Regions from separate parts of the Callithrix jacchus genome. Here region 2 is linked to region 1. A link is a contact called in public Hi-C data. All regions are on one chromosome and are shown on one strand. The core of a region is the stretch at or near the end of the contact, and the rest is flanking DNA. Distances in the headings are between cores, read along the strand shown.

Region 1 (6,711 bases), core at 1,333-3,832:
TGGTACGACCATGGCTCACTGCAGTCTCAACCTCCCAGGCTCAAAGATCCTGCTGCCCCAGCCTCCCGAGTAGCTGGGACTACAGATGCATACCACTATACCCAGCTTTTTTTTTTTGTAAAGACAGAGTTTCATCCTATTGCTAGGTGGGTTTCATCCTATTGCCAGGCTGGTCTCAAACTCTTGGACTCAAGTGGCCTCTCCCAAATCACTGGGATTACAATTGTGATGCACTGTGCCCAGCCCCTGCTCAAGTTTTAGAGTTACCACATCTAAAATGACCTTAAGTCAGCTTCTCATTCCCACTTTCCTGGGCCCTGGGAAGCCTTAGGATCTCAGCTTTGAGATTTTCGGTAATTCTTTATTCCAAATCAGTCACCACATCCTGCTGCTTTCTATTTTATGTATGTATGTATGTATTAGCCCACATCATGCTTTGATCTGCTGATTTCTGAAGGAAAACTTCCATCCCCTTCTGGCTGCCATCCTTGCAGCTGTCTTTTTGTTTTTGTTTTTCTTTTCTTCTTTCATTTTTTTTTTTGAGATGGAGTCACGCTCTGTAGCCCAGGCTGGAGTGCAGTGGCACAATCTCAGCTCACTGCAACCTCTGCCTCCCGGGATCAAGTGATTCTCCTGCCTCAGCCTTCTAAGTAGCTATGATTACAGGTGTGCGCCACCACAGGTGTGCGCCACCACACGTGGCTAATTTTTGTATTTATAGTAGAGATGGGTTTCACCATGTTGGTCAGGCTGGTCTCAAGCTCCTGACCTTGTGATCAGCCTGCGCTGTCCTCCCAAAGTGGTGGGATTACAGGCATGAGCCACCCCACCCGGCCTGCTTTTCTTTTTTGTTGACAGGATCTTGCCATGTTGCCCAGGCCAGTCTCAAACTCCTGGGTGATCAGTCTCCCAGTAGCTGGGATTACAGGTGTATGCCACCATACCCAGCTTGAAAATGACAGTTTCTAGATCCAGATCTCCTCCTACTTCATGTCTCTGTAGCACATCACCAGTGATCAGTGTCTTCATCTTGAAAATCTTTTCCTAGGTTTCGTTGATATCCATGCCCTTCTCCACCTATCAAACTGTTTCCTTCCCTTGCCCCCTTCCCTCCCTCACTACTTCCCTCTTAATTACAGGTGTTCTCCAGGGTTCTGACTATGGCCCGTTTTTCTTACTATTCTACCTGCTCTCCAAGAAGATTCACCTCCTCTGCTTGACCTCACACCTGCTACCTGAGTCGGGATCTGAGTGATGAGCTGACAGCACACGGGAAGGAAAAGGGAAGGGAAGTTAGTTTTACAGGTAAGACAGCATATGCAAACGCCTGGCCTAGAGGAAGCATGGTGTGAGGAACCCAAGAACAGAAAGCAAGGCCAAGGTTGGTGGAAGATGAAACTGCAGACGTCCGGGAGGGCCAGGCCACTTCGGACACATTAAGAAATGTGGTTCTGGGCCAGGCGCCGTGGCTCACGCCTATAATCCCAGCACTTTGGGAGGCCGAGGCGGGTGGATCACGAGCTCAAGAGATCGAGACCATCCTGGTCAACAAGGTGAAACCCCGTCTCTACTAAAAATACAAAAATTAGCTGGGCATGGTGGTGCGCGCCTGTAGTCCCAGCTACTTGGGAGGCTGAGGCAGGAGAATTGCTGGAACCCAGAAGGCGGAGGTCGCGGTGAGCCGAGATCGTGCCATTGCACTCCAGTCTGGGTAACAACTGCGAAACTCCGTCTCAAAAAAATAAAATAAAATAAAAAATGTGGCTCTGTACTAAGGGTAATGGGAAATCACATCAGGGTTTCAGGCGGGGAAGGATGAGATTAGAGTCCGTCTTCCAGAGGACGCCCTGCGTGGTGGAAAACCTGCTGATTTACACTCTCCAGAGAACCAGGAAAAACAGGTTAAGTAGGCAAGGGCGACAGACGGTACCCGGCTTAGGATGGTTCAACTTAAGTTTTTTTCGGCTTTCCGATAATGCTAATACGCATTCAGTAGGCTCCTCGGGTATTTTCAGCTTACGATGGGCTTATCCGGAGGCGACCCCAGAAGACCCATAGGAGCCTCTATACACCCGACCAGGCGCAACCCGAGACAGCATCGCCCAGGCCTCCGCCCAGCACTGTTGCGGCCCCGGTGCTGCCACGCCCGAGCAGGGGATGTTCGGGGCGAGACGCCTAAGGCCGGAGATCGCGCTAGCACTCGCTGAGGCCAAGCTGTTGTGGGTCACCCGGCCCTGACCCCGGCGCCCTCGGCAGCCATCCCCCCCGCACCCCTGACCAGTAGTCCCCGGAGGCTCCGTGCCCCTCTGGCCTCCCCCCAGCACGGCCTCCGACTTGCGCCTGGCCCCGCCCACCTGTCCGCTGGCTCCCGGGCGTGTCAGGGTCCGGTTCCAGGTTCTGGACGTGACGCAGGACTGACGTCAGGTCGACGGTGTCGTGGGCCTCGTAGAAGGAGCCCACGCAGTCCCCGAGCAGCGCGCCAGCCAGGCAGCCTCGGAAGCGCGAGAGGGAGCGGGCCGCACCAGCCCCTCTGCCGCCCGCCGCCGCCATCACCGCCGCCGCCATCCGCGCGCCGGACACTCGCCACTTCCGGTGCCACCCGCGCGGCTTCCCTACTTCTGGCCCGCTGCGCTCCCTGGGGCCTGGAGTCTCCGCTCCGCCGTCCGGCTTACAGCGCCACCCAGCGGCCCGGAGTCGCGGCGCCGCGCGGCTCCCGCCAGCCTGTGCTTTCAGTCCCCAGTTCTTTCCGCTCCTCATCACTGGGCCAACTGGGCGGGAAGGCCACTATGGGTCCCTGGGGGATGGGCACTGAGCCAGACCACTGGACCACTCCAGGCCACTGTCTCCCGCAGGCGAATACTCCTAACTCCGCACTCGCAGGCGGTCCTCCACACCGAAGCTGGGACCCCAAGCCCTCCCTTTCCTTCTGTGAGCCTCACTTACGCATGAAGAGGGCGGGCAAGGGGCCAGCTGGGGCACAGCAACGTAGAGACGGCGCTGCTGGAGCCCAGGAGTGCTGGCCTAGCCCAGAGAGGGGTTCCCTGAGGGGAGGGGAAGGAACTGGATTTGGTGCATGGACTTCAGGGGAATGGTGTTCCCCATCTTTGCTCCTCCTTAGACAGAAGGGTGGCCAAGAACCCTCTTCCTGCTGGCTACACACAGTGGGGCAGAGAACAGACGGCCTGAGATCCTCCGCATTTATTCCATTCATTCCCTCCTCCCTGCTTCCGTTGCCCACCCTACCCTCCTGCCTTCCTCCCGCAGCCCTGCAGGGCTAGGCCAGCTCCAGCTGGCAGCTTTTGAGTGGACTCAGGGTTCTATTTGTGGTACGTGTGAAGGTGTCCACCTCAGGCACAAACTTCTCAGCAGGCACGGTCAGCTTGCGCCGCGTGTCCATGCACTTGGTGTCCAGCAGCATGGAGTTGGCCTTGCAGGTGATGTCAGCTTGCAGCCGGGCCAGGTGCTTGTACAGTGCGTCCAGTGCATCCCTAGGGAGGGGCGTTGACAACCCCCCAGCCCCCTTGAGGCTGGGAGGCCTGGGCTGCGTGCACAGCCTTCAGTCAAGAGGACAGCCGCAGGGAGCCAGCAGAGGCTGCACTGATGGGCAGGGCCTCACTGCCCCCCCACCACTCTCCAGACCTACTGTGCTTGCGCCAGCTTCTGCTTCAGGGCCGCAATGGTTGCCTGTAGCTGGTGAACCTCATCGGTGAGGCCATACTGTGCCTGGAGGCCGCAGAAGGGTTGGGAGTTCCAGGTCAGCCACACTGTCCTTATCTGAGTGCTGCCCCGTGACAGCAGTGCCCTTGCTCCATCAGGAACATGAGAAAACCTTGGCCAGGGGGCCCATGCCCCACTGGGATGCCCTCTCACCTGGTCCCGGCAGAGTTCCACATTGGGCCGGTAGGTTCTGGCCTCTAGCCGGGTATGGGACAGCTTCAGGCTCAGGAACTTTCTGCGCAGATCCTCCTCCAGGTGCCGGATGTCCTCCTGCAGCTCAGCGATCTCCTCCAAGGTCTGCAGGGACAGAGTGACAGGTCTCCACCAGCTGGACTCGCCATGTGCGGCTGGTCCAGGGCCTCCTGGCGGGGGCAGGTGGCTCGTCATCCCATGGCTGGACATCCAGGCCCCAATACAAGCTCACATTCTTCTCTTGCCACTTGAGCTCACTGTACACTTTCTCCATCTCCCGCAGCCGCTTCCTGAAGGCAAATTCCATTGCAACTCTCTGGGCTTCAAGCTCGTTGTTGGTCTGAAGGAGAAAACATAAACAGGGCAAGGCAAGGGTCTATACTCACGGCCAACTGAGGATATTACTCAGGCGAGGGTATGGGGGCCACGTGCACAGCAGGGAACAGAATTTATGGGCTGAGCGCACACTGGGGCCATCCATGAACCATGGGTGGGTGGCCCATCACCTCAGCAATAGTTAGGGCAATGGCCTCCCTCAGCTCCCTAGCTGCTTTCATCTCAGCCTCTGCTCGGTCCTTGTTGAACTGACTGAAGTTATCCCACTGCTGGAGTGTGGTGGAGCTGCGGGCAGCAGGGAAATGGGGGTCAGGAGGGTGTGGCCTGGGAGGGGAGGAGGGGAGACTGGCTGAGACATTCTTCTTACCCATCAGGGACACGTGTGGGGTTGACCTTCAGAGAGATGTTTGGGGACTTGAGGTTAAGAGAGAGACAGCCTCTGTCAATCTCCAGTGTCTCCATTTTGCCCCGATGGTCAGAGTGGAGCTGCTGTCGGACTTCCTGCAGGAGGCTGGGGAAAGCGCAGAATCCATCAGGAACCATCTCCCAAGGCCCAGAGGCAGGCCTGGCTGTGCTAAGGAACACCGCAGGAAGAGGAGGCTGGGGTGACCCTTCCCAGTAGAAGATAATGGAGCTGCAGCCAATGAGACCAAGAGCAGCATAGCTGGATGAAACTGCTGACCTCCCCCACATGCCCTACACACCTGCAGGCACACGCACGTAGCTGCGCTCACAAAAGCTCATACGCACACACTCACAGGAGCTACTCAGAGGTGGTGGCAAATGGGTGTCACCTCTCATGCTTCCAGTCAGCGGATACCGGCTGCCCCGGGCGGGGTCATGAGAAGTATTTTGAGCCAATGTCCAGGCAGTGGGAAAAGTGCTACAGTCGATTAGTATCTTCTGCCACAGGCACCAGAGGGCCAAAATGTAGCATGAAAGCGGGTTGCTCCTCATCTACAATACCTGCGTTCCACACCGAAGGCACACAGCCTCAAGGGCCCGTGAGCATGCCAGCGACCTGCCTCTCCCTTACCAGAGCTGCTCGAAGGCCTGGCTGATCCTCTGTTGCAAGGCCTTCTTGGTGGCCTCAATGACCTCCACCTCTTTATGCAGCTCATCCTCCACAGGGTCCTTCACCACATCAATGTCTCGCCGGCTTTCCCGAAGGGTCAGGCACTCGATGGCCACATCCAGAGGCAGGTTCTTGGCCTGCAGGTTTTGCTCTGCTGACTCCTTCATCTAGAAAAGAGGGTGTGGCCCGGCATGGTGGCTCACGCCTGTAATCCCAGCACTTTGGGAGGCTGAGGCGGGTGGATCGCCTGAGGTCAGGAGTTCAAGAACAATCTGGCCAACATGGTGAAACCCTGTCTCTACTAAAAATACAAAAATTAGCTGGGCATGGTGGCACATGCCTGAATCCCAGCTACTCGGAAAGCTTGAGGCGGGAGAATCGCTTGAACTCAGGAGGTGGAGGTTGCAGTGAGCCAAGATGGCTTCACTGCACTTCAGCCTGGGCAACAGACTGAGACACCGTCTTGAAAAAAAAAAAAAAAAAAAGAAGAAGAAGGAAAAGAGGGGATGGGGGCTGCTGGTGGAGCCATCCATGGGGAAGTAGCACTTGTCCCTACTTTGGCAGGGGGCCAGTGACTCGGATGGACATACCACTCATGACCCCCCCATCAAAGTCTTCTCAACCCAACCATGGGGAAGGAAGGGAGGTTTTGGCAGCAGCCCCCGGGGAACCAGGTCCTGGCTCCCTGCCTGTGTCAGGGCGTCAATCTCGGCATCCAAATCTGTCAGACACTTGTCCAACATCTCCTTCCACCGGTTGACAGTATCAATCCTCTCTGCCAGTCGAGTCCTGTTGTCGTGTTCATCCCAAATGGTCTGAGAGACAGGGCCAAAGAGGGTGTCAGGTGGTTGGGGGCTATCCCTTTGCCCACCCAGCTGAGTTCCCGTCCCCAACCTGGTTGTTGGACTCGTTGCGGAGCACCCGGGCCTCCTGGCGGATCTGATGGGAAGCATCTCGCTGCAACTGGGCATTGGTGGATTGCAGGTAGTTGTTGGTGTGCCAGTCGGACAGCTGGAAGCGCTGACCGGGCTTGACGCTCAGCGTGGCCATGGCACAGAAACCAGAAGGGTCAGAAACTCCTATGCCTGTTCGCAGACAACACCTGCAGAGGGAAAACACGGCTGCCGGAGACAGTTCAGGAGAACTTCTCCGGGATCACAAGCCCCTGCGCGGGACTGGTTCCCGACCATTTTGCTGTGAGCCCCGCCCTGCTGGAAGCCTGCCTGGGACAGCCCTTGCTTTACTCAGCTTTGTGTGAGGCATTAACTAGGTTTCCCTCCCTCCTGTCCCCTGGGGGACACAAACCCCTGGACCTTGCAGGTCCTGGAGCAGGTAAAAAGGAATATTGGAGTCCGGGAAGCCTCAACGTGTGTGCGCAGTGCCAAATGCCT
Region 2 (6,711 bases), core at 1,353-3,852, 52 kb before region 1:
CCTGGACTGGTAACTGCTGGATTGTTTCCATCCATTCATACCCAAACCATTCTAATGCCAAGCCCTTGACTTTACTAAAAAAAAAATCCTTCCCTGCCTTAACAGCTTCCCCTTAATTCCCGTATTTGGTAAACAGTCTCTTGGAGACACTGATGTGACTGTTTTAGTTGAGTTCAAAGGGCCTCCTGATCCTGAAACTGATTTTCTTTGACTAGTGCAGCTACGTTTTTGGGTATTTTTTTTATTTGTTTCTATTTTTGTTTTTTTGAGGAGGGCTTATTACAGTTGGGGGGAACAGTGGGTAGGTTGACCATTGACTTGGAAACCTTTGATTTCTTTTCCCCCAAAATTACTTTTTTCCTTTTCCTTTTTCTTTTTTTTAAATGGAGACAGAGTCTCGCTCTATCACCCAGGCAGGAGTGCAGTGGTTCACTGCAACCTCTTCCTCCCGGGTTCAAGCAATTCTCCTACCTCAGCCTCTCGAGTATCTGGGACTACAGGCGCAAGCTCCACGCCCAGCTAATTATTCCTATTTTTAGTTGAGACGAGGTTTCACCGTGGTTGCCCAGGCTGGTCTCGAACTCCTGGGCTCAGGCAGTCCGCCTGCCTCAGCCTTCCGAAGTGCTAGGATTGCAGGCGTGAGCCACCGCATCTGGCTACTTTTTTCAGTAATTAGCTGTTTGTCTTTGGGCACATTCTTTAACCATTCTGGGTCTCAGTTTCCTCATCTCTAAAGTGGGATTAATTCCTGCCTTTCCTAGATTACTGTGTTATCGTGGGATAGAAAATGAGATACAAGTAGAATGCAGTATTTAAGCAAAAGGCATTCAGCTTATTATTATTACAGTGCCCTCATCATCAGGCCATGGGGATGGGGTGAGGAGCATTAGGGTCTGTGAGCCCTGGCTTTTACATTTCTTAGAATTTTTTTCCCCGTTGTCTAGTAAGAAAATTCTTGAATGAAAAGGAAAAAAAAAAATTTCCCCAGAAAACTTGAAGAGAGGAAGGTTCTTTGCTTCAAACCTGACAAGCTTCAGATTGTCAATGGGTGGTTATCAGGATAACCATGGACAATGAAGGAAGGAAGGAAGTCAATGGGTGGTTATCCTGATTTTTCAGCCCTATTTCTGAGTGAATCTGTTGGTCCAGATGTGCTGTTAATATGTTTCTGACTTTAACTCTGATAATGCCTTTCCCCCTGCCTGCTGCTTTCATTCTGTAGTCTTGATACTTGTCATTCATTTCACTTCTTCATCAATTTCTTGATAGATAAGTGACAAGATCCTTATCTCAGAAAGTTTCTGTGATTTTTAACTGCTATTGTAATAGAAACCAGTTGCCTCTGAAGAATCATCTCTTTTTCTGGAAATATTTTAGCTGTGCGTTAAGAACATTATTTTCTCCCAGGCTGGTGACTTTGGAAAGGGGTCATCAGTGCAATGAACTTGGTCTGGGACGTCCTTCCTTCCCCATGGACTGGGCCCCTGGATCCTCTGTTCTTTCTGGGAGGGGCCTTGGGAGTGCAGTTTGCTCCAGGCCAGGACATTCAAAGATATGCAGAAGCTGTTGGTCATTGGTCGCCCTTGCCAGCAACAGAAGCTGGTTTGTAAATGCCTGTTTCAGGTCTTTCACAGTATCTTGTGAATGGCTGTTGCTCCATACCAGATTCTGGTGACCTGACCTGAGGCTTGACAGCTGTGGTGGAGACTCGGGTTGGCAGAAGCCTACCTTGGCGTGTTGGAAGAGTAATTGCTTAGGGCATAAGGTGCCTTCTACAGCCCATTTTGCAGTAGTTCTGGCTACAGCCCTGCCGCTTTGAACTTATGGGCCAAATTTCCTGGCTCCTCCATAGGGGATGATGTTCTTTCCCTCCAGACACAGGTGGAGGGAATCCTGACAGTTGCATGAAGACTGATCCAGACTCTCACCACACTCCCTTTTGTGCTGCTTGGTCCTGACTGCCTTTTGAATCTCTTTTAGAGCTCTGAGCTCTTCACCCTGACCTATGGTGCTCTGGTCACCCAGCTATGCAAGGACTATGAAAATGATGAAGATGTGAATAAACAGCTGGACAAAATGTGAGTGAGCAGCTCCTTTACAGGAGAGACAGAAATGGGCCTCCCAGCACACTGAGTCTGTATTGTCCTTTAGAGCTTAAAACAGGGTTCTCTCTCTTTCTCAGCCAACAGTTTGGGTACATTCCCACTGAACTCACTTATTGGAATGTTTTTGAGATTATCCCCATTTTTCCTTTACCACCAACAACCTTATGTTGAAAAATAAGATATTTAGATTCCATCATAGTCTATTCTCTAATTTCCTCTCCAGGGGCTATAACATTGGAGTTCGACTGATTGAAGATTTCTTGGCACGGTCAAATGTCGGGAGGTGCCATGACTTTCGGGAAACTGCAGATGTCATTGCCAAGGTCATTATTCTGGGCCACCTGTCCATGCTGAAGAATTACTGCTGGGAGGCACGGCTTACCACTCTTTCTGTCTCTCTTAGAGAGGCCCTTACTTTCCCAAAAGACTGGGTTGGCAGCTCTTTGGGCCAAAGGAGCGTTCCAGGTCATTAGGGAATAGCATTTAATCCCCGTGGGCTAAAGCCCCACTGAAATCAAAGCCTGAGCTCTTCCACCGTGAAGGTGTAGCAGAGTAGCATGGGGTAGGGAATACAGACTCAAACCTGGCTCCGATACTTACTTAGTTCTGTGTTTAGGTAAGTTACTTTTAATTTCTTTAATTACCAGTTACCCCGGAGGCAGAAGCAGAGGAATCGCTTGAACCTGGGAGGCGGAGGTTGCAGTAGTGAGCTGAGATTGTGCCACTGCACTCCAGCCTGGTGACAAAGCAAGACTCCGTCTCAAAAAAAAAAAATGACATAGCACCCATAACTTTGTGGTGTCAGTTACCTAAAAATTGGTCTTTCTGTTGTAAGCTTGCTGGTCATACCCAAATCCTAAAGAGGATTGACAGTGGAGAGAGCTTTATGAGAATTTAGAATTAGGAGGGTAGATAGGGTAGGACATTTTTCTCTGCCCAGTAACATGTATTCACTTTCAAGAAGGTGCATTCAGGTAGCACAGTCAGAGGACAGGGAAGTGGGTTAGGGCCTCTCTGCACTCAGGCAGCCACCATGTCAGAAGACGAGTGCTCCCTGAGTGCTCCCTTCCACTGAGAGGTACAGGCAAACAGTGAGTGAGTTGTTGCTTACTTGTATGATGCCTAGGAAAGAAAAAGGTTTCTGGGAAAACAAAACGACAGCCAAAATTGTGTGATGCCATGAAGGGGAGGGCGCAGCATCATGCACAGACCCTTCTCCTTTGTTGCATGAGTATCTAAAGCCTCATCATCTTGTGGAGGCCATGGGTTTTTGCCTGAGCCACTTACTTCCCCTGTTCCAGTTCTGTCACCCTCCCTGTGGTACAGTTACTGCTACTCTTCCCCAAAGTGCTGTTGTGTGTCTCCTGACAGGTGGCGTTCAAGATGTACTTGGGCATCACGCCAAGTATTACTAATTGGAGCCCAGCTGGTGATGAGTTCTCCCTCATTTTGGAAAATAACCCCTTGGTGGACTTTGTGGAACTTCCTGATAACCACTCATCCCTTATTTATTCCAACCTCTTGTGTGGGGTGTTGCGGGGAGCCTTGGAGATGGTGAGTACAGCTCTTTATCTTCTGGGACACCTAAGACGCAATAGGAACTTGATAAGTGTTGAAATGAATGAAAGAGAGAAAACAAAGGCTTTGGCTCACTGCCTGAGATGGTGATGCTGCTGAGGTAGGATCCAAGTCAGACATCTTTACATGCTGATGCTTCTCCCTACCAGCCCGGGACATGGTGTTGTCAGGCCCCAAAGCCCAGGAACATCCATTGTCAGATTGGCTTATTTGGTGACAGTCTCAATCTTGGGTATTCTTTGCTGAGTTTCTCCTTAAGGGTCAGGGCCACTGTCTTCTGTAAGGGAACGTTGGTGCTGTCAATCCTGTCTTTGTGGGAAACGAACCCTACATGCCGTGGATGAGTCAGTTATGCCCCATCCCCACTGGTTCCTTAGAGGCTGTGGTCAGGCAGCTACCCCTTCATTTTCCCACTGTCCCCCAGGTCCAGATGGCTGTGGAGGCCAAGTTTGTCCAGGATACCCTGAAAGGAGACGGTGTGACAGAAATCCGGATGAGGTTCATCAGGCGGATTGAGGACAATCTTCCAGCTGGAGAGGAATAATCATTCCTTGGACTCCAGGATAGCCAGCAGGAACACTGTTGGAATCAGCAGGCCTCTGTGCTTCCTCTGCCCTCCAGAACTCAGTGACTCTTGAACATGGATGTTATATATTCTTATAACCTGTTTCCATTCTCCATTCAAATAAAGAGCAGACTGTGATATAGTCCATTTACCCCACGTGTGCACATTCAGGAGCGACATTCTTTGCTCCCATTCCCTTGAGAAGGGCTGGATGTAATCACCCTTGGTTGGACTAAAAAGTGCTCAAACCATTTTACATTCCTGTTTGAATTTTCCAAAGCAAAACCCACTTTGACCCCATTAAGAGGCAAGCCTGGCACATCTATCCCCAGGCCTTTAGAAAGCCATTTGCCTCAGATGGCTATAGGGTTGTGGGGTGGAGGGAGGAAAGGCTGGGAGGGAGTGGGTAGGAATTGCTAGCTGTAGTGTGACACACCATAGTGCTTGCCAGGAAAGGAGCCAGTTATGCCAGAAACACTGACTTCTGGGAAGCCACCCAGGTCTCATTCCTCCCTGCTGTTCGGAGGCAACATCTCCTCTTTTTACAGAGGGTACATCCTTTTTTCTTACAAATTCTTCAATAAAGACACATTCTTGAGTGAAATCCCAATCATGTCCTGTTTTCTTTCTGCTCATCACCAGGTGTTTTGTTAAAAGGGTGTGAGGCGACCGGGTTGGTTCGTGGGCCCTGCCTTTCTTTGACTTGGTTTAGCAGTGGCTTCTCCCCACAGACCAAAGAGTCTAGGAAACCTGGGAGCCCAAATAAGCAACTGAAGCCTCTTCAGAGTCGTTTCTGGCTCTAGTGTCTGCAGCAAAATCTAGAAGCAGACCGTTATTCCAGAGGTACCCAAAATGAACTGTCCTGGGCTTCGCCACCAAGTTAGAAGGTTTACCTAGAAAGGCCATGTAAACCCTGTTGTTGGGGTGCCATTTATTGAGTGCTTACCACTTTAAAGACACTACTGAACACTTTGTATGCATTAGTCAGCTCATAAGAATTCTATTTTTAGAGTGGAGGCTACACGTTGCCCAGGTAATATGGTAAGTGGAAAAGCTAGGGTTCAAAACTGGGCCAAAGGGCAAAACCTATGCTCTTAATGAAGAGTCTCTCTCCTTTTGAGATGGAGTCTCACTCTGTCGCCCCACCTGGAGTACAGTGGTGTGATCTTGGCTCACTGCAACCTCTGCCTCCTGGGTTCAAGCTATTCTTCTGCCTCAGCCTCCCGAATAACTGGGACTATAAGTGCGTGCCACCAAGCCTAGCTAATTTTTTTGTATTTTTAGTAGAGACAGGGTTGGCCTGGCTGGTCTCAAACTCCAGACCTTGTGATTCGCCTGCCTCAGCCTCCCAAAGTGCTGGGATTACAGGCATGAGCCATCACCATTGGCTCCAAGATTCTCTTTTGCTGCCTGGTTAGCACTGTGGGGGAAGAAGGGAACAGGCCCACAGCTGCCTCTCCCAGGCTTACAGAGCTTGGGATAGCCTTTAGAGAAAGGAAGGAAGCAGAGATTGTGGCAGGCTGTATTTGGTAGCACTATTTTTGGGGATAGCCTAGGGTCCTGAGGTCTAGACACTCAGGTTGTTGGAGGGAAATGGGGTTCCAGGCCTTCCCTAAAGTTTGTGTGCAGGTCTGAGATGAGGGGAGCCAGTTTTAGATGCACTGTGCTTGAGACATGTTTTGGTTGTGGAAGGGTAGGACCAGGTTTCTGAGACACCACTTGGGGCAGTTTGCACAGGACTTACCTGCTCTAACAGGGTTTGGCCACTGAGGAAGGATGGTCAGTTTTGTGTCCCCAAACATAGGGACATCCTCTGAGCCTCTTTATGTCCCCCTCCATATTACAAGCATCAGCCACCATGCCCGGCCTGCTTTCTGCATTTTACAGATGAGGAAACTGAGGCACAGGGAGGTCAAATGATGGGATCCCTGGGTCAACTTGGGGTCCCAGGGCAGTTACTCAATTTTGGTCAACTCGGTGTGGGGCTTAGTCCAGTCACACTGGAGTCTGAATGAATGACAGAGATTAAGGGAATGAACGTTGGGGCCCAGATGTGGAAAGCTTTATGTAGTGTCCGGACCCTGCCAAAAAAAGTCAGCTACACTGCCCTTTCCCTTCTCCAGCAGGACCCTCGCCCTTCCTCTCCTCCGGTACCACAGCCTACTTTTGAGCAGCGGTGTGTATGCTGTGAGGTTTTGGTTATTTCCTTTCTCAAAGTTAAACTTGGGCAACATTACAGGATTAGGGAGCTGTGGAAACAAAGCTCCCATAGTGACTTTTCCCAGTTACAGCCCCACGACTGGGGCTGAGGGAAGGAAAGGGCTGGGGATGGCAGAAGTATTTGGAACACGCAAGCCCCAGCAAACTAACTTCCTGGTCCCCACCCTGTCGATTGGTTGTAGATTACACATCCTCTCTTACTATGACTGTGAGGCTGAGACAGCCCCCTAGGCTAGGCCATTC

The links. A called contact is a pair of places that touch in the nucleus more often than the background predicts.
Region 2: a contact with region 1 is called in a Hi-C map of skeletal muscle, with 3 times the contacts expected there. The contact joins the enhancer-like site here to the promoter of ADPRS in region 1. A contact is called at or near these places in 3 of 3 Hi-C or Micro-C datasets (induced pluripotent stem cells and skeletal muscle).

The regions. Positions count from the first base shown.
Region 1 is chr7:72,676,654-72,683,364 of calJac240_pri, reverse strand. ADPRS (ADP-ribosylserine hydrolase) reads right to left here and starts at 2,582. Exons shown (of 6, transcript XM_002750613.6): 1 at 2,355-2,582. The coding sequence starts at 2,565. TEKT2 (tektin 2) reads right to left here. Exons shown (of 10, transcript XM_054259138.2): 2 at 6,215-6,422; 3 at 6,010-6,135; 4 at 5,282-5,487; 5 at 4,613-4,756; 6 at 4,416-4,530; 7 at 4,142-4,249; 8 at 3,871-4,014; 9 at 3,644-3,723; 10 at 3,184-3,488. The coding sequence starts at 6,370. The coding sequence ends at 3,275.
Region 2 is chr7:72,728,377-72,735,087 of calJac240_pri, reverse strand. It overlaps TRAPPC3 (trafficking protein particle complex subunit 3), which reads left to right. Exons shown (of 3, transcript XM_009000895.4): 2 at 3,477-3,659; 3 at 4,108-4,852. The coding sequence ends at 4,227. Among named protein-coding and RNA genes, the nearest start is that of TRAPPC3, 9.9 kb to the left of the region's middle. Within about 2 kb of position 2,602, at least 2 of the 16 cell types and tissues checked have an H3K27ac peak or open chromatin away from gene starts, as enhancers often do. A contact at or near this core is called in skeletal muscle, where this site is marked.